Regions from separate parts of the Rattus norvegicus genome. Here region 1 is linked to region 2. The links are chromatin contacts, called in public Hi-C maps. All regions are on one chromosome and are shown on one strand. The core of a region is the stretch at or near the end of the contact, and the rest is flanking DNA. Distances in the headings are between cores, read along the strand shown. Region 1 holds the start of Usf1 (upstream transcription factor 1). Region 2 holds the start of Ufc1 (ubiquitin-fold modifier conjugating enzyme 1).

Region 1 (6,053 bases), core at 3,329-5,828, 130 kb after region 2:
GAGGGCAGAGGCAAGCGGATCTCTGAGTTTGAGGCCAGCCTGGTCTACAGAGTGAGTTCCAGGACAGCCAGGATTCTAAGAGCTAGCCAACATTTATTTATCAACATGTACTGAGCATAGGGGAACATTGGCTCACTTCATTCTTTCATAGTATGAAGATATGAGTACTGTTATTCTCACATTACAACAGTGGAGCCCGAGAGTCATCTCAAACAGTTTACTACTACTGAGTCAGGTAGGAAGAAGCAAAGCTAGAATCTGACCCATGCTCCCATTCCTCATCCCATGGGGTCTCTGATGAGAAACGCTGAGGTTGGATAGGGCAGACATAAGTGGGACAATTAAGTACACGGAAGTTCAGGTTTTGTCTGTACCACATATTAGCTGTGTGACCTCGGACACATTGCTTTGAGCTTCGGTTTTATTACATACAATACAAGGATAAGGATCGAAGGATGTGCTCCGTTGGTAGGATGCTTGCCTGGGATGCACAAAGCACAAGGTGTGATCTCCAGCAGCACAGAAACCTGGTATGAAGGCTTACATCTGTAATCCAACACTTAGGAGATGGGGATGGGAACAATGGAAGAGTTCTTGATTCCTGGAACCATCTTTCTCTCAACAGATGAGAAATCAGAGGCAAGATCAGTCCCAGGCCCCCTGGATGACTTGAGCCCTATGGACATGGCTCCTGCCCTGGAGGACTCCTTGTCCCAGGAGGTGCAGGATTCCTTCTCCTTCCTAGAGGATTTGAGCAGCTCAGAGCCTGAGTGGGTGGGGGTGGAGGATAGGGAGGTGGCCAAGGCAGAAGCCGCAGAAGCAACAGGAGCAGCAGGAGCAGCAGGAGCAGCAGCTTTCTCCCTTGGGGAGGATGACCCTGGGATGGGCTACCTGGAGGAGCTCCTGAGAGTTGGGCCTCAGGTAAGGAGGAGATACGTTGGGTCTAAGAGTAGTGTATAGCCCAGAAAGTGGATAGAGCTACCTGGTCCTTAGCCACAATCTTATGCCTACAGGTGGAAGAGTTCTCTGTGGAGCCACCCCTGGATGATCTGTCTCTGGATGATGCACAATATGTCCTGGCTCCTAACTGCTGTTCCCTTGATTCTGCTAGTCCTGACGTAGAAGAGGACTATGGGGAAGAAGTCTTCTTGAGTGCCTATGATGATCTGAGTCCCCTTCTGGGGCCTAAACCCATCAACTGGGAAGGTGTAGGGAGTCTGGAGGAAGAGACAGCAAGGTGTGGGAAACAATCTCCAACACAGGCTGAAGAAGAACAGGCATGCTGGGAAACTGGGCAGGACACAGAGGCTGAGCCCCAAAGCACATCAGATAACAGGGAAGAAGCCGAGTCAGCTCCAGAGACTGAGATTGAGGCTGGAAAGCCTGATGAGAAAGGAGGGGAGGCTGAAAGAAGCCAAGAGGTGATGGGTAGTTTGGAAGAAGGGAATGGGGAAGAGCTAGAGGCCAAGGAAGAAAATTCCAAAGGTCAAGAGGCTGAAAGTATAGAGGAGATCAAGGATATGGGCAAAACAAGAGAACAGGGTAGAGATGAGGAGAGAGAGATCGAGAGAAAAGGAGGAGCCGAGAAAGGAGAGGACACCCCAGTAGAATCTGAGCTGGATCCAGAGCATATGCCCCAGGAATACCTGGTTCCTGAGGAGAGCTGGGTTGTTATTCATAAACATGAGGCTGAGAAAGGCAGAGAGGGTGATATCAGACTGAGGAGGAAGAGTGACCATAAGTCAAGAGAAGACCAAGGACACGGTGAAGACAGTAGAAGTCCAGAAGAAGGTGATAATGGGAAGGAAGTGGATAACAGCAAGGAACAAAAAAGCATAGATGTAGAAACTGAAGGCATGAGAGGTGTTGGTGTCCACTTAGAAGAGGGGGGCCTCTCTGAAGGGCCAGGTGTCGAGTTACTGAGGGTTGCCAGCACAGAAGAAATCAATGAAACCTCTGAAATGGAACAAGCCCCCGTACAGCCATCTGAAATGGAAGGGATGGAGGCTGAGGGACAGCTCAACCCTGAGACATGTGACATGTATTCTTGTCCCTGTGGGTCAACTGGTGGTGTGGGCATGCGTCTGGCTTCCACCCTAGTTCAGGTCCGACAGGTCCGTTCTGTTCCTGTAGTGCCCCCCAAACCACAGTTTGCCAAGATGCCCAGTGCAATGTGTAGCAAGATCCACATAGCACCAGCAAACCCATGTCCAAGGCCTGGTAGGCTTGATGGGACTCCTGGAGAAAAATGGAGTTCTCGAGCTTCCTGGAGGAATGGAGGTAGTCTTTCTTTTGATGCTGCTGTGGCCCTGGCCCGGGAACGCCAGAGGACCGAAGCTCAGGGAGTTCGGCGGACCCAGACCTGTACTGGAGGTGGGGATTATAGCCTCAATTCCAGAACCTCTCCTTGTAGCATGATCCCTGCCCATTCTTCCCGGCCCTTTAGCTGTCTGGAGCTCCCACCTGATGCCATAGAAGGGTCTGAGCCCAGGAGTCGGTTTAGTCTGCCCCCTAGAGAGCTTCACCCTGCTGTACCTCTTGTGGTCCCTCAGCGCCAGACATATGCATTTGAAACACAGACCAATCATGGGAAAGATGAAAGGGTGTGATGAAGACTGGACAAGAAGGACCAAGAAATCATCACCAATCTCTGGAGTACTTGCCTAACTATCTTTGATGCCTTAGCAGCTGTGATGTCTAATTCCATAGGCTTGGGTCCTCCAGTTACTTGTTTTGACCTTAGGAGGCACTGCCTTGGTGGGTGTACTTGAGTTTGTGTTAGACACAAAAAGCACTTATGTCTTAGCAGAGTCTTAAGGAATATAAAAGATCTTGTTTCCATGGAACTGTGTTATTAGCCAAAACATAGGGAAGGTAGAAGCTTACGGTTTTTATTCTAAATTTAATACAGAGGGGGAATTCCAGACAAACTCCCGCCCTCTTCTAAGACTGTGAACTTCTGTTCACAGAAGTCTAGGGTAGATGTGGGAGATATAGGACCAGATATAGAATAGCTCACCCCTGTTTTGTTCCCAGATTTTTGTCCATCTCCTGACCCTCTTTAGTTTCAGAGTAGGAGAAACATATATCCAAGAAGTTCTTTAAAGTCCTCAGTGTTTGCTGAAGAGAATGGATGACATCTCTGCCTTCAATTGTTTTACAGAAGAGGTCCTATACAGATCTCACTGATGTTTCTTTTCCCCATTAGAATAACCTCCATTAGAATAACCTCCTCCCATTTTAGGAAAAGAAAATTTTGTCACTTTGGCCCTACCACTGTCTCTACTCAAGCTGGGACTACAGGTCCCATTTAGCAATGGTGGCTGTTTGATAATAAAAGCTGATTTTTTTTTTTTTTTTACTTTTAAATTGTGTATGTACTTACTTTTATTAAAGTTTTGGGTGAAAGGGATCACATTTGTTGCCAAAATGTACATATCTCGTTTTTTCTTATTTAGATATTCTTCCTCAGTTGTCATGGAAACCTGTGGCTAGAAAGTAGAACTGGGTTCACGGTGGTCAAGAAATGGGGAAGAGAAAACTGTATTTACATAATGTTCAACTAATGCCAGGAATTGGGCTAGATTTGTATGCTTAAAAACTCTTGAATTTATTCAATCCACTAATTTGGTGAAGGTGAATTGGCATTCGAATTTTACAGGGACATTGAGGAGATTAAGTTGTAACTAAGTAAAAATGCTTATCAAAGATCTCAGAGTCAAGAAATGGCCGTTTCTAGGTGTGGTGGCATGTCTTTAATCCTAGCAGTTAGGGGTTGGGGGGAGATCTCGTGTATTGAGTCCAGCATGATTTATGTAGGACAGGCAGTTCAGGACTATGTAAAGAGACCTTATCTCAAAGAAAAAAACAAAGAAACAAAAGAAAAAAAAAAAACAAAAAACAAAAGGGTGTCAGTTCAGGGTCCGAATGACTTCAGAATCTGAATTCTACCTATTACACTTCACTATTCCAAAATCATTCTGGGTGTTTTCACTATTCCAAAATCATTCTGGGTATACACCCAGGAAAATGGTAATCAAAATAGTCACACAAATGAGGTAAACTGGAAGCTATAAGATCTTCAGAGTATTGTTGACGCTAATACAAAGGAATATACTCAGATCCACGTACGCCCAGAAATGTCCCAAACTCCACTTGGAAACCCCTCAAAATGATGCCCTGATCCAAGATGGCGTCCCAAATTGCCCTTATGAAAGATGGCGCCTAAGAACGCCGTTTCTCCCTCTACTTCCTTTGACTGGAACTAAAAAAAGGCTCCGCCTACCACAAAGATGGAAATATAATATAGTCGTTCTTTTTTTTTCCTGGTTCTTGCTGAAAGCAAGTAGGACTCTAGCGACGTTCCCAACGATACTGTTTCTCTTCTGAGCCCGTATCAACTCACATCTCCAGGTCGGTTCTAGACCGCATCAAGTTTGAAGTGAACGGAAGTGCGGCAGCTCTGGGGCTGTCTGTAGGTTGGGCGGGTCGAGGACACACTTCCGCCCCTCACCAATATGGCCGCAGGCTGGGACTGCGCATGAGCAGCTGTCTATGGAGAGACCTAGATCCAAAGACGGAGAACGCTGCCGGGGGAAATTGGCGACTGAAGCGGCCTGGGCCGGTGAGTGCGTTGGAGCGGGCCAGAGTCCGGAGACGGGGTGGATCGGCAAGGCGGGGCACCTTTGGTTTTTGCTAGATTTTTCTCAGGCAAGGCCACGCCTGGGCACGGAGCCTTTGTTTTGGGGGAGGGGGCCGTGCCTGGCTCTTTATCTCCTGCCCTGCTTTGTGGGCCAGGCTCGCTCCCCGCCCTGGAGTGCACACGTCCCACCCGCCCCCGGTGTTCAGCTGCGAGCCTCAGGCCTCGGGAGGTCTCCGGCGTCCTAACCCGTCTCTCCTCCGCGGAGCAGCTGGGGCGTGGGCGAGCGGGGCTGGGCCGGCGGGGTCACCGCGCGGGCTGTGGGGCTCGCGCCTGGCGGGTGCTCAAGTCCCCAAGCGCCTACTACTAGTTGGTGGGCCTGGAGGGAGACGCCTCGTTCTCAGGCAAGGTCCCGGCGCCTGAATTCTTTGGGAACTTGATCTATTTGTGTGCGTGTTTCTTTTATTTCTTTTTTTTTTCTTTCTGCCTTTGCGTCTGTGCTTGGTGAGGACGTTTGCTGGGCCCTCCTTTTTTTTTTGAGCATGCAAACCACAACATCCTAGGCTGATTTCCGTGTCACATATTATTAATGCTCAGGAAACGCTTCCGGATGTACAACCAAGATTTGAGTAAGTAGCCTAACGCCGTTGCTGGGTGGCCTCAGAAGTTGCGCTGACAGCTGTGGGCTATACAGTTGCCTTCTGTGCCTTGCCCTCTCTTTCATTGCCTCCTCCTGCTGGCCATGCAACAAGCTTGGGAGGAGGAAGAGTTCCTCCCGTTAGAGGATGGAGACCTAGGTGGTCCCCAAGCCCGGACTCTGCCTCCCTTTGCAGCATTACTTTGTACGGACAGTTTCACTTTCAGTTCCTTTTTGTTGTTGTTTTTGTTGTTGATGATGATGTTACCGTTTTCTTTGCACACGGTCTTTCCAAGGCATATTATCCGCTAAACTAAGATTTTCCTTGGATTAGAAAGGTTTGGAGGATTATACGGGTAGAGCATTTTAAAAATCTTGTTCTTTCTTGTTGAGATTATTTTATTGCTTTGTACTGTGTAGCTGTTTCTTTCTGGAGGCATCTGTCTGTACAGTCCTTTGTTTTTCCTTTTCTCTGGCGGGTTGTCAAAAGTCCTAAGGCAGGAACATTGTAGATGGACTCCTCCCCCATTGTCTTCTTCAGAACCCTGAGCCTGGAGGTTTTTCCCCCCTCCTCCTGAGGCTTAGTTGATTTGGAGTTGTCATGGCAACATTTTAGCAACTGTGTTGCTCTACAGGAAGCCTTGCTGAATAAAATAAAGAAGCCTTGAATATGATGCACTTGGGCACTGGTGTTTGTAACAGATGCTGTAAATCTGGACTCTCACAAAACAAGAGCCCTGATAGCAGAATGATGCCCAAGAGCCAAACCTCAGTTTT
Region 2 (5,928 bases), core at 1,882-4,381:
CTTGATAGTCTCACTAAATTGCTCAGGCTGGCCTTAAAGTCATTCTGTAACAACTTGTGATGGTTTGTATATGCTGGGCCCAGGGAGTAAGTGCCCCTATTAGAAGGTGGCCCTGTGGGGCTGGAGAGATGGCTCAGCGGTTAAGAGCACCCGACTGCTCTTCCAGAGGTCATGAGTTCAATTCCCAGCAACCACATGGTGGCTCACAACCATCTAAATAAATCTTAAAAAAAAAAAAAAAAAGAAGGTGGCCCTGTTGAAATAGGTGTAGAATTGTGGGTGTGGTTTTCTTAGATTTTATTTATTTATTTATTTATTTATTTGTTTATTTATTTATTTATTATATATAAGTACACTGTAGCTGTCTTCAGACACACCAGAAGAGGGCATCAGATCTCATTGCAGATGGCTGTGAGCCACCATGTGGTTTCTGGATATGAACTCAGGACCTTTGGAAGAGCAGTCAGTGCTCTTAAGCACTGAGCCATCTAACCAGCCTGGGTTGGGTTTTAAGACCCTCATCCTAGCTGCCTGGAAGTGAGTATTCTGCTAGCAGCCTTCAGATGAAGATGTAGAACTCTCAGCTCCTCCTGCACCATGCCTGCCTGGCCGCTGCCTTGTTCCCACCTTGATGATAACGGATTGAACCTCTGAACTTGTAAGCCAGGCCCAATTAAATGTTGTCCGTATAAGACTTGCCTTGACTGTGTTGTCTGTTCACAGCAGTAAATCCCTAAGACATAACTCAAGAAGGCTTTGAAACTGTCCAAGCTAGCTGCACTCTTTCTACCTCAGCATCCCCAGTGCTAAAATTATAAGCTTTCTCCTTATACCATGCTGTTCCTAGCTCGCATCCTCTACTCATGGTGACTAGAAGAGGGGATCGGATCCCCTGAGACTGGAGTTATGGATGGTTGTGAGCAATCACGTAAGTGCTGGAAACCATACCAGGTCCTCTGCAAGGGCAGTTACGGAGCCATTTCTTCATCCTGTCCTTACATCCTGAGTATCCTTTTCCTACCCCTACCCTTATGTTTTATATGCTAATATGGGGAGTGTGTGAACCCATGCCTGTGGTAATCAGAGGAAAACCTGAAGGCCAATTGTCTTCTACTGTGGGTTTCAGGGATCAAACTAAAGTTGTTCAGGCTTAGTGGAAGGTGCTTTACAAACTGAGCCATCTCTCTCTGGCCCCCAAGTTTACACCTTAAGTTTTAATTCAAGTTTTACCACTTCTAAGAAGCCTAACTGTAGCTGGCTTTTAGCTACTTTATGGTTTCTTGTTTTCTCACCCTTTATCTCCCAGCTTCATCTCCTATCACTAGGTAGGAGAAAAAGAAAAATACAGGAGAAAGGAAAGGGGGGGTGGTGGAATCCCTGAATCTAGGTTCTTGTTTCTTCTTTGTGCAAGACTGCTAACAAACCACAGCCAATGTCCCTGAGTGACCAACAACCACCAAAATGCCACCAGAGCTCTAGCATTCATATAACCTCTGAAAATTTCCCAGAACAATTGTCACACAATCGTGGAAATTATCTGCAGCTAGCAAACCCAGGCCTCTGTAGAGCAAGAGGCAAATCATAGTCAGCTGCTTTGAAGCAGTCCCATATCCCCGCACCCGGGATTAAAACAAAAACATATTCTTATGTTTCTGTAACCAAAATTCCAGAATTCTCACTACACCTTACTCATCTTGTTTTCTCTGCCCCATATTCTCAAAATACCCTAGTTACGTCTCTATGTCTCCACTTTTTAAAAAAGATTTATTTATTCTATATAAGTACATTGTAACTGTCTTCAGACACACCAGAAGAGGGCATCAGATCCCATTACAGATGGTTGTGAGCCACCATATGGTTGCTGGGAAGTGAACTCAGGACCTTTGGAAGTGCAGTCAGTGCTCTTAACTGCTAAGCCATCAGTCCGGTCCCGTTTCTCCACTTAAACACAGTTTAATACTGTTTCTGTCAGTCTCCGTAGAGCCACTTTTTCGGTTTTATATACTCTTCCTAGGTACTAGTAACTCAATGTCTTATTGTTGTTGTGCTTGAGGCAGGGTCTCATATAGCAGACTGGCTTTGAATTCATTATGTAGTCTAAAATGACCTGAGCTTCCAATCCTCGTCCCTTCACATCCTGGATACTGAGAATGCATGATCCATGTCAATGGATCCATGAATGGTAGAGATAGAACCTAGAACATCTTGCAGGCTAAGAGAGCACTCTGCCAATTTATCAGTGAGGCAATATATAACGCGGGCGATTTACTGTTTTTTGAAGCAGATAGAAAGCACCAAAAGGAGGGGAATTTTTTTCTTCCCATAACAGAGGAATTAGCTGAACGGATGGCTAATTTATAACTAAAATATCTATCTCTTAACTCTCTACCTCTAAACACTTGAGGTTTTCAGTCCTCACAGTCATCCCGTTCATTTCATCACTAAGAATGAAAGAAGAGCAGTGATGCACAGAGACTTCTTTGGGCTCTGAGAAGTATTTTTGACCCTCTTTACGCCTTCAGCCAGCAGAGCAAACACCTGGCGCAAGAGACACGTCACCTTCCCGGAATACTGCTGTTTTTTCCTTCAAGGTCTAGCCCTACTGTGCTCCTAACCAGAATCTCTTCTGCATCTTTCCTCCGGCCATCCGTAACGCCCCCAAACCCCCAAACAGTCGCATTTATATGAATTTAGATTTTAAAACTTCAAAACCGGAAGCGGCTTCCACCCGGAGCCAATTCCCGAGCACACCTGATTACCCGCCACCCCTCTGCTACGCCGTCAACCACAGGAGTAAAACTGACCCGGATAAGGGACTGATATTCCTCCTTTAGTCGCTGCACCCACAATTCCCGATCTCGGGGTCCGGCGTTAGTCTTCAGCACCGGGATCTCAGACACGACCCGCCGGGTGGCCTCGTCCGCCATCTTGGACCAGGGCTCAAGAAAATTGCGGAAGTGGAGTTACTTGTAACTTACTCACGGCGTCGCCATCTTTACTGTGGGAAGATGAGGCGTATTGCCTTAAGGCCGTCTCTGAATGCACTCGACTTTTATTTTTGAAAGAAAATAAAATTGACCCACTGGCGCAAGCGTCCGAAGAACAGAATGGAGGTGGGTTACTCTGTTCAGAATATGGCACCTATCATTAAATCACCGGACACTGCTCAGAGAGTGACTTCCGTTCATGCTCAGAAGCAATCTCGGGGGGGCTGGAGAGATGGCTCAGCGGTTAAGAGCACTGACTGGTCTTCCTAGAGGTCCTGAGTTCAAATCCCAGCAACCACATGGTGGCTCACAACCATCTGTAATGGGATCTGATGCCCTCTTCTGGTGTGTGTGAAGACAGAAGCAATCTCGGGAAAAAAAAAAAAAAAAGGTTTTCTAGACACTCTTCAAAGTACTGACTCTTTTTTTTTTTTTTTTTGTTCTTTTTTTTCAGAGCTGGGGACCGAACCCAGGGCCTTGCGCTTCCTAGGCAAGCGCTCTACCACTGAGCTAAATCTCCAACCCCCAAAGTACTGACTCTTAAGATGGGCAATTTACGTGTTTGTGCTTCAGAGTGAGTTCTTTAGTTTCAATCCGTGCTCTGAAAAATTAACACAACTGAATTAGAAAGTACATGTGCTTGTTTGTTTTTTAAAGGACGTTGGATCCTATATGCCCCAGACTTGTCTCAAACACATACAGGATGGCCCGGAGCTATGCTTATGTTAAAAATTAATGTGTTTAGGTTTTAAAACCAACATAAAAATGAAACTTTTTTTTTCAAAGAGTTAATGAATATCTTTTGGAATATCTTTTGTGTGCCATACACTTAGTATATAGACATTATTCCTTCCTAGATGAATTCACCCAAATGGCTAGAGGACAGTCACTGAATGCCTATTCTAAGCCTATGACAGATCTTCTAGTAACTTTTTGTTTTTGATTAGACCAGGCTGGCCTCTGACTTACAGAGAGATCTGCCTGCCTCTGTCTCCCAAATGATGGTCGGGTAATTTTGAAATTTGTTTGGCACCAAGAACCCTCAATAAGTATGTTGGCCCACATCTGTTACCCCAGAACAGATGGGGGTCAAGGTCAGAAGATTGCTGCAACTCAGTCTAAAAGGAACAAACCACCCCATGTGTGGCAGCTGTTGTGGCTGCCTTCAATCCCAGCATTTGGGAGTCAGAGGCCTCCACAGTTGACCTTGGTCAGTTTGAGTCTACACTGATGATGAGATCATGTTCCAAGGTGAACAAGTTCCAAGGCGGTGGTGTTGGTATCAGGAATTGCCTTTACCTCCAACAGTGACGACGTTTGTCACTGTTGTCATGGCAACGGCCATACATTCCCAGTAAACTTTTGGTTTAATTCCCACCTCCACCTGGGAATAGTTACGTCACATTCCAAATAAAAGGCAGACTTCTGCCCTCTTCCTCTCTCTCTCCTTTCCCTCGCACTTTTGCCTTGTCTCGTTCTCCCATTAAATCTCTCCACGTGGGAACTGTGTTGGTTTGGTGTGCTCTATCCGGACCGGCACAGGCTGCTATTTAACAACAACGAGATTTTAATGACAACAGGTGGTGTCACAGATCTTTAATCTCAGCACTCAGGAGGCAGAGGCCAGCAGATCTCTGAGTTTCAAAGTTTGAAATCCAACCTGGTCTTCAGAGAGAATTCCAAGATAGCCAGAGCTACACAGCAACACAGAGAGACCCTGTCTCAAACAAACAAACAAAAACAAAAACCAAAAAACAAAAAACAAAAAAAAAAAACCAAACACCACACCACCACCACCAACAAAAAAAATCCTCAACCCCTTACCCAAAGAAAGAAAGAAAAGACAAGTAGAAAAATGTGAAATGGCCCAAGTGGGTAAAGATACTTTTAGCAAAAGCCTGACCACCACATAATGATGGAAGGAGAGAACTGATTCCACAAGGTTGTCCTCTGACCTACATACATGTGCTGTGTCGTGTGTCCCTTCAACTTAAATTTATATTTTTGTGTTTATGTGTTTTTGCAAGCATGTTTGTAAGGTACCGTGTGCATGCAGTGCCAGTAGAGGAAAGGAAAGAGCAACAGATGTCCGGGAGCCAGACTGACAGACTTCCATATGGGTGCTGAGAACTGAAGCTCTTCTGAAAGAGCACCGAGTACGTAACCGTTGAGCTACCTCTCCAGTCCTCTCAGTGAAGGGACAAACACACAAATACAGGATGTAACACAGTGTTAGAATGCTTGCCTAGCATGCACAAGGCTGGGGTTGGATCCCCATTATCACATAAACCAGACCTGATGGTGAGCGTCATCCCAGGCTGAGCTACAAATAAACAATGTTGGGTTTTTCCTTCCCAAATGATTTCCCTGTGTTGTTTGATAGAGCATTTGTTTTGCTTCTGAGGCAAGGTCTGTATGCTCCTGGATGTCCTAGAATTCCCTATGTAGACAAAGGCCCCTTGCCATTGGAATGCTGGGGTTAAAGATGTTCTGTTCCATGCTTGGCTAATAGAGTGTTCTTGTCGTCTCTCGCCTATGTTGTTTGAAAGTATGTTCTTAGTCTTTCCCTTCATTCTCAATGTTGCTTTGGTTTTTGAGACTGGTCTCATGTATCTGAATTCCTGATTCCCCAGTCTCCATGTGCTGAGTACTGGTATTACAGGCCTAAAGGTTCTGGGTCTTACTAGCATGCTACACATCCCTTTATAAAGATATTAGATGTAACTCACACATCTTCATAATCTTCACTAGAGATCTATGGTAAATAAAAGTTTCTTTATTTTATCTTTTGTGTTTATTTTATTTTGTGTGTGTGTGTGTGGTCATAGTGATATGGTCAGGGAATAATGGTTGAAAGGAGGTTTTATGGGGTTGGGGATTTAGCTCAGTGGTAGAGCGCTTGCCTAGGAAGCGCAAGGCCCTGGGTTCGGTCCCCAGCTCC

The links. Hi-C and Micro-C count contacts between places; a contact is called where the count stands out from the background.
Region 1: a Hi-C map of liver shows a contact between it and region 2, with 2.4 times the contacts expected there. The contact joins the promoter of Usf1 here to the promoter of Ufc1 in region 2. A contact is called at or near these places in 4 of 12 Hi-C or Micro-C datasets (Schwann cells, frontal cortex, liver and 1 more).

The regions. Positions count from the first base shown.
Region 1 is chr13:86,373,184-86,379,236 of GRCr8, forward strand. Usf1 (upstream transcription factor 1) reads left to right here and starts at 4,579. Exons shown (of 11, transcript NM_031777.3): 1 at 4,579-4,624. Arhgap30 (Rho GTPase activating protein 30) reads left to right here. Exons shown (of 12, transcript NM_001109077.1): 11 at 626-921; 12 at 1,014-2,892. The coding sequence ends at 2,609.
Region 2 is chr13:86,245,359-86,251,286 of GRCr8, forward strand. It overlaps Ufc1 (ubiquitin-fold modifier conjugating enzyme 1), which reads right to left and starts at 3,132. Exons shown (of 6, transcript NM_001003709.3): 1 at 2,805-3,132. The coding sequence starts at 2,927.